2 separate regions of the Mus musculus genome follow, and region 2 is linked to region 1. The links are chromatin contacts, called in public ChIA-PET maps. All regions are on one chromosome and are shown on one strand. The core of a region is the stretch at or near the end of the contact, and the rest is flanking DNA. Distances in the headings are between cores, read along the strand shown.

Region 1 (4,134 bases), core at 586-3,085:
TTTTTAAGATCACAAACCAACTCACTTTTTCTATAGCTCTTTAATTTCCTTTGTCACAGAAGTATTCATCTTTAACCATCTGAATTAAGGTACAAATAGTATTGTTTTATATGTAAAACTATATATATATGCATATACATATATACATACACACATCTGTGTATATATAACAGTATTGTATTATATGAGATTAGATATTCAAATTAACAATTTAATACTTGAATATAAAATACCATGTTTACGCTTGTTTGCTTATTTGACTTCCGCTTCTTGAACTTTTTCTCTGTCCCTAGCTCTTGCTGGGACAGAGAGGGAGATGCCATGGCCCACTTTAGTATTAAGCTTACATGAGTATTTCTGTGTAGATGTGTAATATAAATAAGGAGTAGATTAATGGTGATTTCCATTTAATTAGTTCTCTTAGAGTGAGGTCAGAATTCTCATAAGATGTATGGTGGGAGCAGTCTTTGAAGTGGTGCTAAACAAGTGCACTAGGTGACTAGTCAAGGTCTGTGAACACACCAACTCAGGGCTAAAGTATTGCTGTTTCAAGGCTGTTGGCCTATGTTGGTTTTGGTTTTTTGTTTTTAAAGGCACTGGCAGCTTTCCTCCTATGTCCAGCTCCATCCTGATTGTTGTCCTAACATGGACTTTATGCCTCAGCTCAGCAGCCTGTGATCTGTTTGTTACAGAGCTTGTGCTATTTAGTAGTTGCTTCTTATCAGGCTGCTCCCTCGTTTGGAACCCCCTCCTTCCGCTCCCAGGGTCTTCCTCGTCCTTTATGAACTATCTTCACTTTGGTAGGCTTTAGAGATCCTGATTGGAACAATTTGGATTCTTGGAAGCTCTTTCCCTCCCAGTCAGTTGTGTCTTAGGGCTTCTGTGCCTCAATGAAACACCATGACCAAAACAACTTAGGGAGATACGGGTTTATTTTACTCACAATTCCATATATGACAGCTCACCCTCAAAAGCAGCGAGGGCAGGAACTCACACATTGCATGAACCCAGAAGCAGAGGCTGATGCAGAGGCCATGAAGGGGTACTGCTTCCAGGCTTGCTCCCCATGGCTTGCTCAGCCTGCTTTCTTATAGAGCCCAGGACCAGCCCAGGAAAGGCACCACCCACAGAGGGTTGATCACTCCCTCAGCAATCACTAATTAAGAAAATGCTGTATAGGCTTGTCTTAGTAGTCTAGTCTTAATGGAGGCATTTATCTCAACGGTGGCTCCCTCCTCTCAGATGACTCCAGCTTGTGTCTAGTTGACATAAAACTAGCCAGAGCAGATGGTCCCATTTGGAGTTTGTCCATTGCTTGCTGCATTTCCAGTGTCTTCAGAGCTAATAACACTGGAAAAGTGTTGTGAATAAAATTCAGATTTCTTTTTTGTTTTCCTCTTTCCTACCTTTCTCCCTTCCTCCCTTCCACCTTGCTTCCTTCTTTTCCTCTTTTCCCCGTCCTGGCTTTTTCGCTCATCCATCCTTCCTTTCTTATCCCTCCTTTCTCCCTTCCTCCCTCCATTGATGTCCTACATGGTGGTCTCAAATTCACAATCCTCCTGCTTCAGCCTCTTAAGTGCTAAGATTACAGGCTGTCACCTATCTTAAATTCAGATTCCTTTTCTTTCATGATCTCATGGTGTCACAGGAGAGGAGCAGAAATGCAGAATAGATGTTTAGAAAACACAGACAACTTTTTAGGGCTAGTCAGTTGCTTCGTCCTGCTCTTGCAGTCTCCTCGAGAGATGAGGATGAGGGAGTAAGGCAGGCCTCCTCAGGCAGGGAGTTGAAAGTGTGGGGGTGAAGTTGTGCTTGGCTGGCTTGCTGCCTAGCTCTGTGGGTGCTTTTTCCCCACCCCAATCAGCATTCTGGGCATGAGGAGAGAGAGGGAGCAAGAACAGGAACAAATAGCCCTGAATCTGAGCTCTGACTTTGCTGATGCGTTTGCCTGTTTGCCAGTCCCTTCTTCTCCCTTTGAGAACTTTTTAAAAGTGTAATAGCAGACTGAGAATTTTTAAAAAACAAAAAGTAGAAATTTATTTGCAATGATAAGGATTAGCTGTGGTAGAATCTGGGCATCCCACTGCATGCATGCTTGTTCATAAAATACAATATGAAGCATAAGCTAGGGAGAGTTTCTGAGGACCTGGGGACAGGGAGAGCCACAAAGGAAGTTATGGGTGGGGGCGCCTTTGTACAGTATCACTTCAGGATAGCACAGTTCCTAGACTAGGCCTTTGCAGCTTGGGCCATGTCAGAATCACTGTGCAAATCTGCAGGGACAGAAGCAGAAGTGGCTAAGCCTTGGCAGTAGAAGAGCCCACCTTCAGAAAGAACGGTGGCCTGAGGAAGGGAGGTTATGGTTAGGTTTTCTGTTCACTGCCCACAGTTTTAAACCACCTCAGTCAGAAGTCTTTTACTTCCTTGATCACATTTCCTTCTAGACTTAATTCTGGAAGGAATCCAAACCTAGTGTTTCTCACTTGTACCTAACAAATGGCAAAGCTGTAATTGCCATACTCAGCAGTGATATAGTATGGTGGTTAGTTTCTGCAGTGGTGTAGTATGGTGGTTAGTTTCTGCAGTGTTCTTTTTGCTTCCAGTGTAGTTCTCTTGACTTTGCACATCCCCTTGTCCGATTCTATTCTCTTTTACAGTCAAAGAACAAATGACTCCTGTTTCTGCTTGGCCACCATGGACCCTATTTTCCCTAAGTACTAGTCATCTACCTTTTGCATTTGCCTTCTTTTTTAAAAAAAGATTTTTATTGTTATTTTAATATGTGTGTATGTATGTATGTATCTGTGTGCATAAATACATCCACATGGGCACAGGTGCTTGCAAAGGCCATTGATATTGGGTCCCTGGGTCTGGAGTTACAGCGCGTTGTGAGCGGCTGGAGGTGGTGTTGGGGACTGAGCTCAGGTGCAGCTCCTCTACAAGAGCAGTATGTGCTCTTAGTCATTGAGTACTGAGCTATCCAGCCCCTTAAAGATACTCTTCTTCTCTTCTCTTCTCTTCTCTTCTCTTCTCTTCTCTTCTCTTCTCTTCTCTTCTCTTCTCTTCTCTTCTCTTCTGTTGGGTTAGGTTTTGGGTTTTGGTTTTTTTGAGACAGTATTTCTCTGTATAGCCCTGGCTGTCCTGGAGCTCTATATGCTAGGGTGGCCTGGATCAACTCCGAGATCCTTCTGCCTCTGCTTCCCAAGTGCTGGGATTAAAGGCATGTGCCACCATGGCTGACCTAAAGATAATCATAGAGTTCACTTTTATCCTGCTTAACCAATCCAGGCCTTTCTGTGGGTCTTTCTTTGTCTTACCACCTCCCTTGCAGTAGTCACAGGATATCATCTTGGTGGCTGTTGTGTCTTCCATCCTGGTGCTGAAGAACTAACTCTGTGTTTAGTGCCCCTGTTGTCTCCATGTCCTTTCTCCTTTTCAGAGTTAGCTTTGATTCCTTCTATTCTGCATTAGGTCCCGAGAACCCTTTGAAAGGTCTCAGCTTCTCAGTGCTTTCTTGCCATTGTGTTTCCAGCCTTTCCTCATGGTTATACTGCTACAGTGGCCTCGTAAGTCCCAGCCAACTCAGCTAAAGAACAAGAAAGGGCATTAGAAGTTACAGGGTATTCTTGAGACCTGCTCTGTGAAGATTAGCCTGTCAGTTAAAACTCTCCTTTGGTTTGCTCTAGTTTTCCGCCTCACCTCTACTACAGTCCTTACTCTGCTCTGTTAACATTCCCCATTTGGATTGCCTCTGGTGTTTCAGCTTACCAAAAGCTTGCTTTCTTTCTTTCTTTCTTTCTTTCTTTCTTTCTTTCTTTCTTTCTTTCTTTCTTTCTTTCGTTTTTCGAGACAGGATTTCTCTGTATTTTCCTGGCTGTCCTGGAACTCACTTTGTAGGCCAGGCTGGCCTCGAACTCAGAAATCCGCCTGCCTCTGCCTCCCGAGTGCTGGGATGAAAGGCGTGCGCCCCCACCTGGCAGGCCTGTTCTTTCTTGATGGTCCAGATCCGACTGCTTAAAAGCAGTGTCTTTTCCCCTCCCCAATATTATCTACCTCTAATTCTTAAAATAGTAAGTATTTACTATATAGCACTTACTGTAAGGAGGATGCTGAGCTAATTGACATATTTGTAAC
Region 2 (4,134 bases), core at 644-3,143, 120 kb before region 1:
ATGCAGTCTAAGTATCATCTTCTCTGTCACATCAATATCAAAAGGACGGTTAGAGATAAGAAAGCAAGAGCCGGCACAGGCTAGCCAAATAGGCTAGCCAAGTTTTGATAGTACACTATCAAACACTCACAAACGTGTAAGTTTGCTCCTCCTAATAAACAAATCTTCCTATTTCAAAACTGCAGGGGCTCAGCCAGGGGGGGGCCCTTTCCAACAGCCTGTAGTCTATCTCCTATGGGAATCACTGTGGCATTCTTGTAAGTACTGTAGCCCTTTTTATGGGAGACCATCTACATAGAGGATGGCTTTGAAAACTGTTAAGAAGCAAATATAACGATTCTAACGATTCTCATCTACTTACATTAAAATGTACATTTTTTTCCCCTGAAAAACTACCTGAGAAGAAAAAAGTTTAAAAGCTGCCCAAATAAATGTCAGGCATCCTGTGGTAAGAAGGGAAAATCCTGTCACACCTTAGCTATTACCTGCATTCCTCCCTTCTAAAGGATCATTCAAGCGCTCATGAAATTATCAGGGCTTCTTCAGAAAAACAAATGTGAAACAATTATACAAGGGACAGGAAAAGAAAGAAAGAAAGAAAGAAAGAAAGAAAGAAAGAAAGAAAGAAAGAAAGAAAGAAAGAAAGAAAGAGAAAAGAAGGAAAGGAAGAAAAGGAAGAAAAGAGAGAAAGAAAGAGAGAGAAAAAAAAGAAAAAGACACCCAAACACTTCAGGTTGGGAACGGAAGTCAAGTTCAGATTCTCTTCCTTCCTCGAGCAAGACAAGAGAATTAAATGAACACCACACACACACACACACACACACACACACACACACACACACACTCTCTCTCTCTCTCTCTCTCTCTCTCTCTCTCTCTCTCTCTCTCTCTCTCTCTCTCTCTCTCTCCACCTGTGGCAATCAGGCAACAGGCCTACATCTGCTGGGAATTGCAGCTTTTCTTCTTTGGGGGCAATGGTGGGTGGGTGGGTCGCGGTGAGCAGGGAAGTTTCCAATCGGATCATTCTAACTTGGGCTCCTTTTCCTGCTTGCCCGCTGCCTCGCTCCCACCAACCCGGGACATTTCAGACTCAGCCCGCGCGGGCACCACGGGGAGCAGGCACCAACCGGAGCGCCGCCGCGGGGCCCGCAGCCCCGGTCCACGCCGCTCCGCGTGGGGACCACGAAAGGAAAGGCAGCGCGGGGCGGTGGGGCGGGGCGAGCACTTCCTGACTCGCATTGTCCACGCGCCGCCCGCGCCACCCAGGGCCCCGCCACCGCGCCCGCCCGCCCGTCGGTGAGGAAGTTGGCGCTCGCCCCGCCGCTGTCGTCTTACCATTCTTAGCGTCTCCCGCGGCTGCAGCCCCCGCAGCGACGGTGGCGTTGGCGGCGCCCGTGCCCGCACCTCCCGGGCCCGCCGCGCCGCCGGTGCCCACCGCGCCGGGCGACGCCGCCCCGCAGCCCGCCGCCGCCGCCGCCAGGGCCCCTCCGGCCGCCGCGCCTGTCGCACCCGCCGCCGCCAAGGCCCCGGCTCCATTTTCCTGCTCGTCCCCGCTGCTGTTGGCGCGCTTGTTTTTGCGGCCGCCTTTGCTGTTCTTGGGGTTGGGCATCTCCCCGGCCCGCTCGCGGGTGTCCCGGTCCCCGGCGCCCACGAAGGCGGCTCCCCCGCCGCACCGGGGCGGCCACGGAGAGCGCGGGCCGGCCGCTCTTCCTCAGGCGCCCGCCCCGCCGCGCGGCCCTCGCCGCGACATTCCGGCCGCCGCGCCCTCCGCGGCAGAAGCCGGCGCGGCCACGCGCGGCCACCCGAGGCTCGCAGCCGCGCGGGCGCAACGGGCCCCCGAGCAGAGCGAGACGCGGAGGAGCCCGAGGGAAAAGGCGGGTCTCGGGCTTGTTTTGATTCGGCTGCGCTGACACGCTCCAGGCCCGCCCCCGCCCGTGACGACACTGGGGCTTGAGCCCGGCCCCGCCCACCCAGTGACCTCACGGCAACTCGCTCCGCCCCCGTGACGTCACGCTCGGCGCTCAGCCCTCGGCTCTGGGTGACGTCATCCAGGCGCCTTCTTGGGAGAGGGAGGCTGGCGGGCTTCCCGCGTGTGCTGACAGCCACGACTGGGAGCCAGGCAGTGTTCGTGAAGTTGTTAACTGGCCTTCTGACCTTACTGGAGCTAAACCTGACAACGTGGTCTGGAAAAACAAACAGGTGACTAGAACAGGAGAGCAAAACAAAGGGTTTCGGATTAATAATTCGCTCAATGGCTCTGCGGCTCAACAATGGTAAGATAGGAGTTTCTGGAGAGTGCAGTTGAGCTCCTGTATGGGAATTCTTCAGTCTCGTGGTGGAAAGCTTATTTAGCCCAGACCTACCAACCAGAGACCCAAGGGTTCTGTCGGTTCTGTCAGAAGCAGAGCCAGCCAGGAGGAGCCAGGCTGCACAAAGAAGACTGAGTTGTCTGGAGAGAACGGCCGGGTTGTGAGGAGGACATCAGAGGTGAAGAAGTGAGGGCACAGCCATGCTCAGCAGTAGATGGCCAACACAAAAGAGACTCAGTTGAATCTTAAGAGGTTCTTTGTCTCAGAATGTTTTGTCAGGGATATATATATATATATGTGTAATCTTTTTAGGTCTTTTGTATAGACATATGGCTTCCAGTTTTCTGTTTTTTGTGGAATTCCTCACTGAACGAATACATCTATATGACTTTCTCATGCTTTTTCATTTGTTTGTTTTGTCCTATATTGTGTGTTTGTTTTCATCTTATCTATTTTATTATTATTTAGATGCATATTTGTTTTCTAAGAAGAGGCAGGAAAGCTGTGGATTCGGCTGGGAAGGGAGGTGGAGAGGATCTTGGCAGAGCTGGAGAAGGGGAAAGAAGAGCAGAATATAGTGTATTAAAAATCTATTATTAAAGAAGAAAAACGGAAAGAAAGAAAAAGAGATGAGAGCACAGGGTTCCTGGGAAGAGTTTGATGTAATCTCCTTTTCTGCACTCTCTTCTGCCCCTTTCAAAGACCCGCTCCTTTCCACCCTTCTGATCTCAGCTCATTTCTTCAGAATGATCCCATACCTTACCAGAAGAGCTGTCCCGAGTATCACAGTTTATTTCTCCTGTCTACCTCTGATTACGTTGGCAATGTATATGCTTAAATAATTTTCCTCTGTTCCCTCGCATGAAACAGCCATATTTTTATCTTGGGTGCCGTAAGAAACAACTGAACTGATCTTGGTGAATGTATAAATGACATTCTTGATCCATGACTACAGAAAAACACTGAACTCGTTTACAGTGTCTTCTTCCTATGGCGTGATCTTTAATCGACTGGACTGTTGAGGCAAGGCACTGTGGCTAGGTTGAAGGGTCTAGAAAGATGGCCAAGGAATTGCTCAGAGAAGAGCCATCCACATGACTTCCTAGCCAGGATTCTGATGGGCAGAGCCTGGAGCAACACTGTATTCTTGAGAGCAATTGCTAGTTGGACGCAGTACACTATATGTTAAAGGAAAGTAATTCTTTAGAAGGCCCAAATGATAGCTAAGATAGATAGGGAAGGAAGGAGGGAGAGGTGGAAGAGAGATGTGTGTGCTGGAGATTAGTATCAGGTGTCTTCCTTTATTCCTCTCCACCTTATTTTTTGGAGGCAGGGTCTCTTATGGACCTGGAGCTCACGGACATATTAGATGACCAGCTGGTGAGTTCCAGGGATCCACTTTTCTCTGCCTCCCAGCTCTGGGACTATAGATATGTGTGTCTGTGCACAGTTTTTACATGGGTCACATAAAGTTCTTAAGTTGGTACAAAGAGCACTTTACCAATTTAAGTATCTCCCCAGCTAGAGAATAGCTATTTTGTGCTTATGATGTGTTTATGTCTTATATTCACACATTGTGCGCACATACACACACCCTGTATCAGTAGAACAGGGCAGGTTGTGTTTCTAACTCTGCAGTCTAATATAAAGCCTTCTCCACTATCATGTTTAGTACAAATTTTTCAAATGTGTGAAATATACCTAAAGGATTCTTCTGCCTGTATTTCTTCTGAACCTTAATATCTCCACTAAGCCATTAATAACTTACCAAGTCTTCTCTGGTAACCCAAAGTTAGGCTTGCCTCCATGGACCCTCATACCTTTT

Evidence for each region. ChIA-PET counts read pairs in DNA pulled down with a chosen protein or histone mark.
Region 2: a contact with region 1 is called in an RNA polymerase II ChIA-PET map of memory CD8 T cells, with 89 read pairs. The contact joins the promoter of Heca here to the enhancer-like site in region 1. A contact is called at or near these places in 1 of 39 promoter capture datasets (second pharyngeal arch cranial neural crest), 3 of 484 Hi-C or Micro-C datasets (cerebral cortex and uterus), 3 of 115 datasets of contacts at active chromatin or transcription factors (bone marrow-derived macrophages, hepatocytes and memory CD8 T cells) and 2 of 9 other capture datasets (liver and pancreatic islet).

Annotation. Positions count from the first base shown.
Region 1 is chr10:18,068,511-18,072,644 of GRCm38.p6, forward strand. All of the region lies in intron 1 of Reps1 (RalBP1 associated Eps domain containing protein), which reads left to right. Among named protein-coding and RNA genes, the nearest start is that of Reps1, 15 kb to the left of the region's middle. Within about 2 kb of position 1,836, at least 89 of the 459 cell types and tissues checked have an H3K27ac peak or open chromatin away from gene starts, as enhancers often do. A contact at or near this core is called in bone marrow-derived macrophages, cerebral cortex, hepatocytes and 4 more, where this site is marked.
Region 2 is chr10:17,946,174-17,950,307 of GRCm38.p6, forward strand. It overlaps Heca (hdc homolog, cell cycle regulator), which reads right to left and starts at 1,894. Exons shown (of 4, transcript NM_001033432.3): 1 at 1,336-1,894. The coding sequence starts at 1,609.